2 separate regions of the Callithrix jacchus genome follow, and region 1 is linked to region 2. A link is a contact called in public Hi-C data. All regions are on one chromosome and are shown on one strand. The core of a region is the stretch at or near the end of the contact, and the rest is flanking DNA. Distances in the headings are between cores, read along the strand shown.

The links. Hi-C and Micro-C count contacts between places; a contact is called where the count stands out from the background.
Region 1: a Hi-C map of skeletal muscle shows a contact between it and region 2, with 2.8 times the contacts expected there. The contact joins the promoter of ANKRD42 here to the enhancer-like site in region 2. A contact is called at or near these places in 2 of 3 Hi-C or Micro-C datasets (both in skeletal muscle).

What each region holds. Positions count from the first base shown.
Region 1 is chr10:57,196,297-57,199,081 of calJac240_pri, forward strand. It overlaps ANKRD42 (ankyrin repeat domain 42), which reads right to left and starts at 1,372. Exons shown (of 12, transcript XM_035264380.3): 1 at 283-1,372. The coding sequence starts at 1,372. LOC144578090 (a long non-coding RNA gene) reads left to right here and starts at 2,146. Exons shown (of 3, transcript XR_013523198.1): 1 at 2,146-2,260; 2 at 2,638-2,656.
Region 2 is chr10:57,108,239-57,111,165 of calJac240_pri, forward strand. No RefSeq gene overlaps it. Among named protein-coding and RNA genes, the nearest start is that of CCDC90B, 20 kb to the left of the region's middle. Within about 2 kb of position 1,388, at least 1 of the 16 cell types and tissues checked has an H3K27ac peak or open chromatin away from gene starts, as enhancers often do. A contact at or near this core is called in skeletal muscle, where this site is marked.

The DNA of each region.
Region 1 (2,785 bases), core at 122-2,621, 88 kb after region 2:
GAAGAACTTAAAAGTGTCCATAAGAGTGAACAAGAGTTGATGTCAACCTGGGCAAGAAGACTCGGAGGAATGGTGCAGATGGAAAAAAAGGAAAGAAAGCTGAAAAGAGATAGAATGAGGGAGAGGTGAACAGCTTTGGTTCACCCTGAAAACAGATTAAAAAGGGAAAGGGGGAGTGACCACTAATAAAAGGAAATGCCAGAAAGGGCTAAGGTTGTTGCGGGCTGAAGTGAGAAAAGGAATCAGTGGCAGAGACGAGGGCAGTGAAACAGTCTGACTCACAGGGGTCTGCAGTCTCCCTAGAGGAAGTGGAGGGGCCTGAATTGGCCACCCCGGGCATGGTGCAACACCTCCGACTCTGGGGAGTTGTGTCCAGTCCCCTGCTGCTGCGGAGGCCTTCACTTGCTCTCACCCACGAGCCACGGCAGCGGCAGCGGCAGCGGCTCTCTTCGTTGTCGCTAGGACGGGGCTCACAGCCTTCTCTCGCTCTCTCCCAGGAGCTGCAGCGGAAACCTTCGTCTTCACCTTCTCTCTCCCAAAAGCCACCGAGGCGGCGGCTGGCGTCTTCACTGCCGCTCACACCGGAGGAGTCGCTGGCTATATAGCCGCAGTCTTCACTTACACCCTCCCAAGAACTACTAAGGCTGGGGCCGTCATCGACACTCCCTCCCTCCCAAGAGCCACTGAGGCGTCGACTGCGATCGTCACTAACTGTCTCCCCAGAGTCACTAGATCGCGGGTCCCGGCCGTCACTGACTCCCTCCCAAGTACCACTGAGGCGGAGGCCACGGTATTCTCTGGCTGTTGCCCTGGAGCCGCTAGTTTGGTGGCCTCCAACTTCACTAAAATTCACGTCGCTGCTGCAGAAGCTGCGGTCTACCTTAACCCTCTCCAAAGAGCTGCTGTGACTGTGGCCACTATCTCCCCTAACTCCCTCCCGAGAGACGCTGCGGCGGTGGCCGAGGTCTTCACAGACGCTTCTCAAGTCGCTGCGGGAGAAACCGGCGTCTCCACTTAGGCTTCCCGTAGCGACCCTGGAGCGGCGGTCGCCCTCTTCAGGTTTTCTCTCCCGATCGTCGCTAACTCTTTCCCTTGACTCGGTGCCGAAATGGCCTTGTCGGCTGCTTATCCTCCACACGGGGTGGCTAGTGCGACGGCCGCCGTCTTCGTCTGCTACTCCCCTCGAGTCGCTGTGGTGGCGGCCGCCTTGAGCTGGTACCTTCTCCGAATCGCTTTCCAGCCTCCCGACTCCAGCCACTTGGCTGGAGAAGCTGCAGGGTCGTCGCCTGGGAAACGAGTAAACTTCCGAAGTGCTGAGGTCATTTCCTGTTCCTCGCGTTACGTCACTTCCGGTTTCCTTTCCTCCAGATTTTTAACATCTTTTAGTCCCGACAAATGGGGTGCTGGTATGAACCGGTTTTTGGTGAAATTCGGCTCGGTCTCACCCGAGCCTATCTAGGTCCGTCTCTGGAGTGGCCTGTCATCGATCGCGCCCTCCATCGCTCAGCGACACAAGTGGAGGCCCCAGGACTGCAGTCTGCGTAGGTGACCTGTGTGGCGCGGGTCGGGCGGGGCCTTTTTGTCTTTTAGCAAACCTAGTATACTTTTTCAGTGGTGGTTGGAAGGAAATATGTTACCCTGTCATTTCGCAAGTATGGAAAAAGACCTAAAAGAGAATTTAGCAGCTGCAACCGCTGTTTTTATTGAGTACTAGCGCCAAACTTTAATAATCGCTTGTTAGGTGTTACCCATATTTTGAGACTCTATATATCGGTACTTTGTTAAGGCCAGGCAGCAGGTAAGTTGTAAAACCAATATAAAAACATAGGTCATTAGTCAAAAGACTGCGTTAGGTCTCCTGACTCCAAATCCGAGATTCCTTTCACTGTATCGTGTTTACTGCTCGAATATTTCTCTTCAACCCTGTTGCTTAACAACAGGAATGAATTCTTTCACTATTTATTGCAAACGTATGGGTCACGTTTTGTGCTAGCATCTGAAAATACAGAAATTAGTAAGAATTCTCTGCTCTCCAGGGGCATCACCAACTTGGATTCCTCTCTCAGCCCAGTTTTTCCACCCTATTGCCTTCTCCCTTCAGGAATAATGAACTGGTCCTGGAAACATACCATGCTTGATCATATCTCTCTGCCTTGTCATGTACTGTTCCTTTTACCAGGAAACTACGCTGCCTTTCCCCCAGTTTTGTTCTGTGAACTCGTTTGGGAAATTCTCATGATGCTACCTCTACTCTCTTGAGGTACAGTAAATTGTCTTTGACTTCCATCATCTTTTGTAATATTACTGATTTCTGTTTATTGAGCTCATGCGATCAGCCTGGCACTGTACCAAGTGCTCACACCAACATGAATGAGTTTGACTCAGTTCTTATTATAACGTGCCAGAATAAGTATTCCTCTTCCTCTTTACAGAGAGAGAAATAAGGAACAAAAAAGTTAATTGCTTTAGGATACACTGCTAGTAAGTAGTAAATACCTGACTTAAGATTCCAACCTAGGTTTTGGATTTTGCTGCAGGATTTCCTCCAAGTCTCTGAATTCCCACAACCTTTTATTAGATCACTTATCACATTTTATTATAATTATCTGTTTAACAATTTTTTTCTCACCCCTCAAGGACCCTGAGCTTCTGGAAGGTAAGGACTCTATCTTATCATCTTGACATTTCTGACATCTAAAATACTTCATTTAAGAGAAGGGCTTAGTAACTGTTGTGTGGGTGAGTGGGTGGGTTGATCAATTGATTGTCAGGCAGGTGAACAAAT
Region 2 (2,927 bases), core at 138-2,637:
ACAAAAAGTTTATCCCTGCTTTAACTAGTTTAACTCATCTTTATTATATAAAACAAAGCTTTTCTTAATAATTTAAATTCAAACATTTATTGATATCTAATACCTACTTTCAAGAAACTCATAGGGCAAGTTAAATTCTTATTTTGTTTTGTTATTAGGTCTGCCTTTTATTTTCTTATAAAGTAATATCTATTAGAAAATCATATGTAATTTCAAAGAAATTTAAAATGTTCTTTTCATCTTAGTTCTTCAGCTTTATCCAGATCAAGAATCCAAGACCAGAACATAAACATTTTGATTTCGTAATGCCTTGGTGATAGCTATAAAAGTTTGACAATTAGTTATTCAAAATAGCCTTGTCATTTGTTTAGCTATAAACAGGGAATCTGCAGTATAGAGCAGTCAAGAGATTGGTCCACATGGTCCAGGGAGTGACAGTCAGAGACTTTCCAACTGTATTTTCCTCAAGAATCTAACTGCTGGTTTGTTTTCAAAAGAAAAACTCTTTTGACATTATCCTGTTGCATTCTGATTCATTTTTATCTCACAATCATATTGCCTAAGAGAGTCCTTAGCACATTGTAGATGAATTTTCACTGGGTTAATTAATAAGTGGCCATAAAAGTTAAAGTCCACTGTAACAAACTACACTGCATTTGTTCAGTTAACCAATATGACTGCCTTCTATATGCCAAACAACATGCTAGTCTCTATGTGCACAGAGATGAACATGGTTTCATTCTCATGGAATTGACAATGTTAGTGAAGAAGAGAGATGTTAAACAAGAAAACAAATTATTGTTTTGTTATAATTTAAAATATTCTAGCCAGGCGCAGTGGCTCACACCTGTAATCCCAGCATTTTGCAAAGGGGGCAAACCACGAGGTCAGGAACTCGAGACCATCCTGGCTAACATGGTGAAACCCCATCTCTACTAAAAATACAAAAAATTAGCCAGGCATGGTAGCATGTACCTGTAGCCCCAGCTACTTGGGAGGCTGAGGCAGTAGAATCACTTAAACCTGGAAGGCGGAGGTTGCAGTGAGCCAAGATCACGCCACTGCACTCCAGCCTAGGCAACAGAGCAAGATTCCATCTTAATATATATATATACGTATATATATATATACACATATATATATATATACACATACATACATATATATACACACACATATATATATATATATATATACACACATATTTTTTTTTCCTAAAATATTAAGAGGGAATGCGTCTTTCCTCCATGTGAAGAAAGCTCCAGTAGCATAACATTGTCGTCACTCTTCATCCCCTTATCCACTCTGCCCTAGGTAAAGTGACTTGCCCAACTGCAAATTTGAAAGGAGAAACAAGGCACAATTAACCCACTTCCTCCCTACTCCTGTTTGGGAGCAGTCTATCTGCAGAGACATTCATTCTGTTCTGCTTCTATGGGATAAGGCTCTGCCTCTGCAGGGTGAGGCCTGGCCTAGCAAAGCAATGCTTGAGACAGGGTCAGTCTGTCCAATTCTAGAGTTCAGTGATAGAAAGCTTACTGGCCTGAAGATAAAACCCATTTTCTCTTGCTGGGTACAGTGGCACACATCTATAGTCCTAGCTACTTGAGAGACTGAGACAGCAGGATTGCTTGAGCCAAAGAGTTCGTCAAGGCCAAAGTGTACCATGTTCATATCTATAAATAGTCACTGCACTCCAGCCTGCGCAACACATGAGACTCTGACTCCTAAAACCAATTCTCCAGTAGTTTTATCAGTAAACAAAGGGGTTGTTTAGGCCTCTATATTAGCTTACATTCTTCATCTTAGTTATATTCACAACCAAGATGGAAAAGAGATATGCCATTTATTGGACCTTCTCAAGTCCCAACAAATAAAAATGCATATTCCCAGGTTATACAGCGACGAAATATTAAATAGATCTGTGTTCTTTGTCATCATAGGGGTTTACCAAACAAAGTGCTTTGTATCCAGTAACAGAAGAATAGAAATATGCATACCATACCCTGTCCCCATTACTTTTAGATCCTATACCCTTTCCATGAAAATTCATTTTGATGGGGTTCATAAGTATATTTATTTATAAATAATATACATATATTATTGACACATTAGGTTAATGAAACAAAAAAAAAACAAGTGGAAAGGATATTGAAGAGATTTAAGTTATTTTGTTCCTATGACTCAGTAGATTGTCCATCTCATGAGAAATAGTACTCAGGTTGGACACTGGTTGTATATTTTTTTTATTTTTGTTTAGATGGCAATATATGAAATAAAGATGGATGAGAGGATGGTGTTTCTATATGCCGCAAAACTATACGTCTACTCTAGCACTTGCACCTCACTATGAAACAGCAATTGTATATATCTTTTTCCTACACTAAACTACAAGTTCTCAGAAGGCCTCTAGACACATATGAGGTACTTGTTAAATGCCTGTGGAATAAATGAGACTCATAAATCTCAGTTGGCCTTAATCCAAATTTTTTAATATGTTGAAAATATTTCATTCATACGGAGTTTCTGAGCATAATATACCTTTTGGGCATTTTCTATGGTAAGAAGGCTCCAAAAGGATTAGCTACTTTCACCATGTGTATAGCCACAGTATAGATGCTAACCTATCCATACTGCTTTGGTGACACAATAGGCTAGGCAAGAGTAGGTAAGAACTTGGCAAGAGTCAGGAAAAACCGTTACCATATTGGAAAGACAATTCAAAACTTATAATGTTTTCAAATTTTAAGAATTTAGATATGTAACACTTTCTTTCTTTCTTTCTTTCTTTCTTTCTTTCTTTCTTTCTTCTTTCCTTCCTTCCTTCCTTCCTCCCTCCCTCCCTCCCTCCCTCCCTCTCTCTCTCTCTCTCTCTTTCTTTCTTTCTTTTTTCTTTCTTTCTTTCTTTCATTTTTGAGACGGAGTTT